Regions from separate parts of the Mus musculus genome. Here all the other regions are linked to region 3. A link is a contact called in public Hi-C and promoter capture Hi-C data. All regions are on one chromosome and are shown on one strand. The core of a region is the stretch at or near the end of the contact, and the rest is flanking DNA. Distances in the headings are between cores, read along the strand shown. Region 1 has its middle 39 kb from the start of Gm29921. Region 2 has its middle 14 kb from the start of Gm29921. Region 3 holds the start of Gucy1b1 (guanylate cyclase 1, soluble, beta 1).

The links. Promoter capture Hi-C pulls out the DNA fragments that hold promoters and counts their contacts. A called contact is a pair of places that touch in the nucleus more often than the background predicts.
Region 1: a Hi-C map of forebrain shows a contact between it and region 3, with 1.9 times the contacts expected there. The contact joins the enhancer-like site here to the promoter of Gucy1b1 in region 3. A contact is called at or near these places in 4 of 39 promoter capture datasets (embryonic stem cells, liver and pre-B cells), 4 of 484 Hi-C or Micro-C datasets (the N1E-115 cell line, cerebral cortex, forebrain and 1 more), 5 of 115 datasets of contacts at active chromatin or transcription factors (astrocytes, embryonic basal ganglia, embryonic forebrain and 2 more) and 1 of 9 other capture datasets (pancreatic islet).
Region 2: a promoter capture Hi-C map of hippocampal neurons shows a contact between it and region 3, with 4 times the contacts expected there. The contact joins the enhancer-like site here to the promoter of Gucy1b1 in region 3. A contact is called at or near these places in 4 of 39 promoter capture datasets (embryonic stem cells, hippocampal neurons, liver and 1 more), 1 of 484 Hi-C or Micro-C datasets (uterus) and 1 of 9 other capture datasets (pancreatic islet).

What each region holds. Positions count from the first base shown.
Region 1 is chr3:82,274,346-82,277,341 of GRCm38.p6, forward strand. No RefSeq gene overlaps it. Among named protein-coding and RNA genes, the nearest start is that of Gm29921, 39 kb to the left of the region's middle. Within about 2 kb of position 1,301, at least 73 of the 459 cell types and tissues checked have an H3K27ac peak or open chromatin away from gene starts, as enhancers often do. A contact at or near this core is called in the N1E-115 cell line, cerebral cortex, embryonic basal ganglia and 1 more, where this site is marked.
Region 2 is chr3:82,249,585-82,252,464 of GRCm38.p6, forward strand. No RefSeq gene overlaps it. Among named protein-coding and RNA genes, the nearest start is that of Gm29921, 14 kb to the left of the region's middle. Within about 2 kb of position 1,282, at least 55 of the 459 cell types and tissues checked have an H3K27ac peak or open chromatin away from gene starts, as enhancers often do. A contact at or near this core is called in hippocampal neurons and uterus, where this site is marked.
Region 3 is chr3:82,073,282-82,076,162 of GRCm38.p6, forward strand. It overlaps Gucy1b1 (guanylate cyclase 1, soluble, beta 1), which reads right to left and starts at 1,430. Exons shown (of 14, transcript NM_017469.4): 1 at 1,291-1,430; 2 at 717-790. The coding sequence starts at 1,293.

The DNA.
Region 1 (2,996 bases), core at 51-2,550, 200 kb after region 3:
GGCAGCAGCCAAACAAATGACTTGAAGTCAAATCATGGGTTACAAGCTGACAGCCTATGTTCTGCTTGAGATAGGCTCTCCACACTGCTCCACACTTCGCTCGCTCTCTCAGTCTCTCTCTCTCTCTCTCTCTCTCTCTCTCTCTCTCCCTCTCTCTCTCTCTCCCTCTCTCTCTCTCTCCCTCTCTCTCTCTCTCCCCTCATACACTCCATCTTGATGGAAGAGAAGAGACAAAAGGAAGAGCAGAGCAGAGAGGCAGAGAAAAGAGGCAGTTTTTGGCTTGCTCTTACCCTGTCTGAGATCTCTCATTCCAACTGTAATCACTGACTGTCATTTCTCGACTTCAGGCAGGCAGCATAAAAGCCCTGGGAGGAGATTTTCCTCCTCTTCATTCCCTGCATGCACAGGATGTCAGAAAGTCACACAGTCACATGCAGCGTTTCCCATGACGGGCCTGTCAAGCCCTGCCTGGCACCCATCACCAAGCACAGCTGCCATCAATCACTGACACTCTTTGTATTGATCTTATCATTTGCTCCCTCCAGGGAGAGGGTCTTGTCCGCCTATTCTCATTGCATTTATTTTACAGTAGTGTCTATTCTAATTCACAGGGCAAACAAAAGTCATGTAGACTTCTCGGTCAGACAGAGCAGCCTTCCAGCTTTTCACGGGTCAGGTTCATTTTCTTCAGATCACTAACTAAACGAAACATGAAGAATATAAAAGCAGCCAGCAAGAATTGATTAGGATGCAACTGGCTCCTCAGACTGAGTTTCTTCCTTTCAGCCCTCACAGTCAGGCTGCCAACATCTTTCAAGAAACCTCTCTTAAGCTGATTTCTTGCATTATCTGCTGGGATGTAAAATATCAGGTGGCCTAGAGCACTCGATCTCAAGAAGAAAGGATGGCAATTTGCAAACACCTGCTCAGCAAGGGAGGCTCACATTTTATTCTGAACTTAGAAAAATAACCCAGATGGATTTTGTAGGGTTTTTGTGACTCCTTCTGTACTCCCTCTGCTGCCTCCCTCCTTCCTCTGCCCTTCCTTCCCTTTCATTTCTTTCTGTTTTGACATTTTCCTGTAACAAGAAGAAACTTACAGAAGCCAGCGTTAACTCTCAGTGTGGATGTGTCCACAACCACATAACCTTCTGCACTTCTGCCCGTGAAAATGTCCTTCCAACCTCAGCATCTTCTGCAAAGCCTAACTCTTAATTTGTAGCCTGATGGCAGTCAAGCCCCAGCATCTTTTGCAAAGCCTGACTCTTAATTTGTAGCCAGGATGCAGAAGCACAGCTTACCCTTGAGAGCCATTTCTTAATTTAGGGAATGAGTCAGAGCCTTAGCAGCAACATCCCATGATTCTACAGTATACAATCCCATTCTTGGCATCAGGCCAGCAAGACCAACTCTTAAAAAATAATGAGAAATCATAATTCTTTTTTAAAAATCTCATAAACGTGAAAAAGAAAAGGCCCCAAATCTGTAAAATTCTTGTTACATTTACAGGCACCAGTGGCTTCAATTATGACATTGGACAAGGAACTTAAACGTATTTATCTAAACATTTGAATAATTAAATCATGTTTTTTTTTCAAGTTTCCTGACACTTGCTGGCACCAACAGTGCACTGTCTCCTCAGAGGGCCAAGAAAATCAAGGCTAATGATCTCCCACTGCTAATCCACAGGAGGGTTCGTGATTTCACTGTAATATATTGTAAGAAAGTAAACTGCACATTTGCCAACACCAAATGAAGAGCTTGAAATGATAGGCTGAAACAAAAGGAGGGACATTAGAGAGAAATGCTTGACCGAGTGTGCCGCCCTAAATTTAGGCCACAAAAACTTGCTGGGTGGAAAATGGACTAAATGTGGGCTTGTGACAAGAGACAGTTCATCTTTGTAGATTTAAAATAAACTACTGTAATGAAGAAGCTCTCAAGAAGAAACAAATTATACTTTGACTTTTATTAACAAATCTGTTCAATTAAATTAAAAGGATATGTCCATCTATTCTTGAAAGCTCTTCCTGCTGAATGGGCTTTCCTCCACAAGGATACTGCACCAACTGGAAAATTCCCTCCTGAGGAATGACAGAAGGAAATAGGGATGCTTAATGTGTGTGTTTAGCAAGAAAATAAAGGACCAGTGTCCTCAAATGTTTAAAGATCAGTCAATTTGGAGAGGGATGGGAATTATTTTCTTTAGTGTTTGCAGGAAGACTCCAGTAAGGTTTGAGGGTCAGAGTGAAGCTTCACTGTGATTCCAATCTGGAATTTCACTCTCAAGATGTTGTATCAAAAGGCTTGCTCAAGCTTGACACTGTTAGGACGTGGTGGAGCCTTGAAAATGTGGAGCCTAATGAGAGGGCTTTGAGTTATTTGGGACAAACCTCAGAAGCATTAAATTAATTAAGGTTTCTAAAACAGCAGCACCAATATCATGAATATATATTAGAAGGGGAGCTATTAGGTTGACACATACAAGTCCAACAATGACAGGTTCACAGCACAAAGGTTGAGAACCTGATAGTTTCTGAGTCCATGATGCTGGATGGCTCAGCAGTCCTGGTGTGATAATGAAGATTTGTGGAGAGCCACTAGTTTTCAAAACATGCCCAACATTGGATCCAAATATCAATGAAAGAATGAATAGTAACAAAAATAACAGATAAATGTGAACTTGGCAGTGAGAGTGAAGGGAAGAAGGCATGAACAAGGCTTCCTTTTTCATCATTTTTCTGGAATGCCACCAAAAGATGTCACCCAGATCAAGAAAATCCTTGTAAGAGTGCCCATTGGTTTTCATGTTAGTTAGTTCCAGATCCAGTCACATTGACAGCCAAGAGTAGCCCTCCTAAGGACAATGGAACCCATTATCTTCCTCTCTTTTGCTTCCCAACCAGGAGATGAATAGTTGTACTCTGCTATGTAGTTCCCTCCATGTTGTGCCATTAAGAATTCCTGATTAGGAAATGAGCCAAAATAAAGCTTTT
Region 2 (2,880 bases), core at 32-2,531, 180 kb after region 3:
AGAATATAAAAATCAGCACTGGAAATGCTGGAAATGCTCTACCTGGATTGTAGAGCAGTCTCTGAATAAATCAAATGATGCCTTCACGTAGGAGTCAAGATGGAGCTTGTGTTTACACCACTCAGCGTCTAACCAGGGATATTTGGAGGGCCTACTGCATAAGGGTTCTCTAGTATCATGCCTATAGCTCCCTACAAATGAAGGAAGCCTTGTTCTTCACGTGCCCTGCTGGCCAACTTGAACAGGACAAACAATTCAACAACTGTCCAAGCTAATAGCTGAGAGCCAGTCACTGTTGAGTGGGACTGAGATACACAGAAATTTACATTAGGCCAGGATATCTCTCATAAATAGGAATGATTGGAAACATGGCAATTAGAAAATATATTACTGCTGTACAGATTAAAGAGTACAAAGGGATGGTCTGTAGAGAAATTCTGGCTGTCTGGGCAAAGAAAAAAATGTTTTCTCTCTTTATGTATAATCTGTACATCTTGTTCTAGGAGTTCTAGGAGTCGCAAGCTGCCTCAGCCACACCTCTACAGGCTCTTTACATTAAAGCTTTACTTGTGAGAGCAAATGATGCCATAGATTTGTGCATTCCTGTACAAAGAGCTCAGTTAAGGCGTCAGATATGATATCAACACTAGTTTTCTGTAAGCAGTAGCATTTGGAAAGGATCATAGGGGACCATGAAATAAATTAAGCCAGTGCTCACGTGCTCAGGATGTAAATAACAAACAGATGCTTTCCTCCCATGTATGCAGCTCTTGACAAATCAGGAGGCACATGTGGCTCAGAGTTCTGTGAGCAGCTGGAGGAACAACTGGGACAGGAGGAGATTAGTGAATATTCATGAGCTTTAGCTACGACCAAGGTGAATCTTCACAAATCCTGATTATATTTGTTTAAGTAAAACATCTGCCAATAAAAAGAACACACACACACACACACACACACACGATTACAGAAATGCTGCCACTACTGCTTCAGTCCTCGGAATGATGATAATATCAACACCACTGGCATTATCTTGCATGTGGTGGTTGTCTTTTGCTACTGAGATTGACTGTAGCTACAAGGAGAAAGCTGTTTGCTGGTTTTTTTTTTTTTTCCCCTGTGCAAAATAGCTGATGGCTGTGAAAGAAGGACTCAGGAAGTAACTGAGCTTGCTAACATAAACCAAAGGAAGATTCCTTTGCAGAGTGTATACACTAGCCAGCTTTGCAGTATCTGAGATATGTGGGAATTCTCACAGGGGCATGTACTCCTCCCTGGAGAGGGATGCAAAAGCAAGCTGAATTGGATGCTGTTCTGCTTCTTTGTACATCATAAGCTCTTCACCTCTCAGCAGCTGAGAAAAATCCACATTTCTGCGATGCACCGCCTGGGTTTTTGAAGAGTTGCCTTTTCCTTTCCCACACAGACAGCTATTAATAGTCCTATTTTAATTGGATAGAACTTTCATTTTCATTTTTTTTTTTTTTGAGAAAAGCAATCTGTGCTAGTTGTGGAAACAATTATCCAACATGCAGCTTAAAAGCCTATTAGAGCAATCTCCCAGGAAAGTCAAAAGCCAGGCAGGATTAGCTTTCCAAGAGAGAACATTTGTTTACAGTCCAATGTCGCCCAATCCAGCAAATCTGGGGGGTTTATTTTTAGCATAATTTCAGCCATTTGATTTTCTTCTCCTGCTGAGAATGTTACAGTGATTAACATGATTTTAAATCACTCCACACTCTCATGTTAGGAAGTCAGGACTTACAGTATGTATGGAAGAGGAACGCAGAGGAGCTAGGAATATTTTTTTCTACCTCAATTTTAGGATAGTTACTATCCACATACTCTTTTCTTTGATATGTTTAGTGATTGCATAGTAAAAAATAAGGAATACGATTTCAAAGAAAAATAAAATTGACATATATTTGAAGAAACCAACTTGGAAATTATATTGTGATGATAAATGTAAAAGTGCAAACAACACTTACTTATTGACGTCTTAAGATTGCCTCAACCTGGAAGGTACATAAAAGAAACTTTGAAAACATTTCAAATGTTCTTCCTTAGGTAAGTGAATCCTAGAAGAAAGAGCATGTGACAATATGTTCATTTCTTGTATATCAATACAATTATCTATAGCAACAAAGTGGTGAACATCATGACCTCCAAAAGGTAAGAAGCCACAGACCATATACCCAGTAAGTGAAAGAGAGATATTTGGATGCTAGGAAGTCCCTGTCCCTGCTTAGTATCTAACACACTGAACGTCTCCCTTCACATTTTCCATTCCAGATTCCCAAAAGAAGAGTCTGAGAGCCTTTTTCTATAAAATAGTACTAATAAAGCTTATGGTCTATTTATTTATTAATGGATATTGCCCTGATAATCATTAAAATGTTTTCTATGACAAAGAATAGGATATTGCCAAGAGGCGGTGGCACTCACCTTTAATCCCAGCACTCAGGAGACAGAGTAAGTTCAAGGCCATCCTGGTCTACAGAGCCAGTTCCAGGACAGCGAAGAGTACACAAGGAAACCCTGTCTCAAAAATATTTTTTTAATTTATAAAAAAAGAAATAAAGAATAGGGGTGGATATTTAGAAATCTGCCCTCTATATATTTCAAGAATTTGAATGTGCGTTATATAGTGGTTTTGGCTTCAGGGGAACAAATGGATTCTTTCTTTAAATATTATTATAACATTAAATATTTAAATAATATAACATTATATGCTTAAATATTAAAACTTTAGATTGCAAGTGTCCTTCTTGCTTCATAGATGCAAAGGTACTACATTGTCTTAGAGCCTAACACTATAGCAGCTATGATACTTAAAGCTCAGTGCAACTTGAAGATCCACTTGAATTCTAAGGAGGAAGG
Region 3 (2,881 bases), core at 180-2,679:
CAGTGGCATTGTGTTTGCCTGTCAAGGACAAGGTTCTGGCTTCAATCCCCAATAAACCTCCTCCTTAGACCTACAGAAAGCTTAAGAGATGCCTTGGGCCTTAAAATCTCAGATAAGTCTATTTTCTCGTCTTATCTGAGTACCAGACTCAAAGCTCTACAGAAACTAGGATGCCCTGCTAGGGTTGCCAGAAGAAAACACAGCAAAGCAAGGGTGATTTGGGCAAGTTAAAGGGAAAATGTCCCTTTATTACATATCGGTTTCTCATGACTTACTGGAGAAATAATCTTTGAGTGTACTATACCATAACCAAATGATTTAACCATATTACGTGTTCCTGGTGTGCAAATCGCAAAAGAAAGCGAATCTTCTGTTCATTTCCTGCCTCTGATCCTAAGACCTTGCAGAGGCCCAGGAAGCCCCCAGGTCCCCTTGCATGGGAGCTAGCCAACCCTCTGAACCTGGCCTGGGAGTCACAGTGCTCTGCCTGTCTGGGTGTTCCCACGCTCAGTCCGGGTGAAGAGGCCGCAGCGACCCCAAGGGGCTTGATCACGCGGCCACGCCCCGGCCTACCCTCCTCTCCTGGTCCCGGCTTCGGAGCGTGGGAGAGGAGACCGGAGGATGCGCACCACGACCCTGCTGGGAGCAGCCAGGGAAGCGGGCGGGCGCGGGCTCGGTGCCAACGCGCGGCCCTGGGAGCGGGGCTGTTCACTTACTTGATGTCTTCCCACACCTCGGGACCATAATTGCGGATCACCAGCAGCTCCAGGGCATGGTTCACGAAACCGTACTGAAGGGCAGAGAGAGAGACCGTGGTCAAGGACCCGCGCCTTGCAACCCGGTCTTCCACCCGGTGCCTCTGACCTGTCATTCGCCTTCAGGATAAGCTTTCGGGTACCCTATTCTAAAAGGGGGGACTCTGCGGGATCTTTGAATTCTCGTCGTCCCTTTCCCCTCCCCCATCTTCTTACCCCTGCTCACCTGTCACCGTGGTGCAACAGGGGTAGCTCAGGAACCTGAGCCCTGAGCTTCCCACACCACCCTGCCCGTGGAACCCAGAATCCCCAGAAGTTGGAGGCTGGGGTTGAGTGGTGGGGACCCAACCAGACCCAGAGACTCGGAGCACTCCAGCAGATCATATGTCCCCACCTCCCACCAAAAGCGCTGTTCCTCGCGGCCCTCCGCTCTGTGTGCCCTGGGGCTTGTTTCTGCATCTCAGCCAGCTCTCTAGCCAGTCAAGGTCCACCCGCTCAGGTGTGATGTTCCGCTGACCATCCTGACAGCACTCACCATGGTGTCCGCGCCCGGAGCCTAGGAAGCAGCTTCCAGGCAAGAGTACCGCGGAAGGGACCCAGACAGCGACTACAGCGGCGACAGTGCTCCCAGACCAGCACAGAGCTGAAGCTAGGGCATCAGTCTCGGCCAACTCTGATTGCCACCTCTTCTCAGCCAATGACGAGTGGAGCCGCAGGAGGCTGGGCGCTGTTTCTTCCCATATCTTAGCCAATCAGTGACAGAGGAGGGAATTCAGATGGGCTCAGAGCTACTGTGCTCAAACATTTTCCCGCCCCAGTCTGGTGACAAGTCATTTCTTTTGAGGCCTTAAGGCAGATAGAACAGAACCAGCTGTGCTCCTTCCAGCATGGATGGGGTATTGTCATTGTCATCCTCGTACATCTGTTCTAATGTCCTAGAGCTTGGGCGTGTGTGTGTGTGTGTGTGTGTGTGTGTGTGTGTGTGTGTGTGCGCGCGCGCGCGCCCAGTGTTGATTAACATCGTCATGTTTTTTGTAGTTATGCACATAAACATTTCCTCTGTTGCTTTACCTAGCAACAGCTGGCAAACATAGCTAATCCTACAAAATTAACATTTTTACTTTTAGTCAATTAAGTTAATAATCAAGTGCACAAACTAAGATGTTTTGTAATATACAAGAGGTTTAGCAACTGCATTAGACTTTTTGCCATTGAGACAAAATACCTGACATTAACCAGCAGAATTCATGTTTTTGCCTGTGGTTTTTAGAGATCCATCGTTTTTTGTTTTTGTTTTCGCTTTTTTTTTTGTCTCCGTTGCTTTGGGGCGTGTGGAACAGCCCAACTCCATGGTGGCTGAGAGAATGGCCGAGGCTGTTTAGTTCATTACAGAGACACACAGGTGGGCCCAGTAGAGGCTTACAGTTCCCAAGGACACCCACAGTGGTCTACTTACAAACTCCAAAAAGGCTTCCAGAAGTTTCCAAACTGGTATTTCCCAGCTGGGGAATATGCTCTCAAGTACCTTCTCGGAGGATAGATACTTCATGTATCTTCTTGGAGGATAGATACTTCATGTGCAAACATAATTGTGAGCAAAACGTTAAGCCATCTTGTCTGTGAACTTTACAGGACAGGCCATATTACAACCCAGGAGTTAGAATTCCAGAAGTTTTAGATTTGTCTTGTATTTCTGTTTTGTCTGTTTGTCTGTCTGTCCATCAGTCCACCCACCCACCCACCCATCCATCCATCCATCCATCCATCCATCCAAGGGCCCATTACAAATGTGTGAACATTTCATCCCTCTCCAGTATGTCTTTCTCCCTCCCTCCCTCCTTCCCTCCTTCCCTTTCTCCTTCCCTCTTTCTTTCTTTCTTTCTTTCTTTCTTTCTTTCTTTCTTTCTTTCTTTCTTTCTCTCTTCCTTCCTTCCTCCCCCTCTCTCTCTTTCTCTCTTCCTTCCTCTCTCTCTCTCTCTCTCTCTCTCTCTCTCTCTCTCTCTCTCTCTCCTCTTTCTTACTTTCAAGCTGTCCCTTCTGTAAGTATGCACTCATCCATAGTCCCAAAACTCATTGGTTCTCCAAGGTGGACAGTGATGTAATCATTACTCATCTGTCCTGGCTTC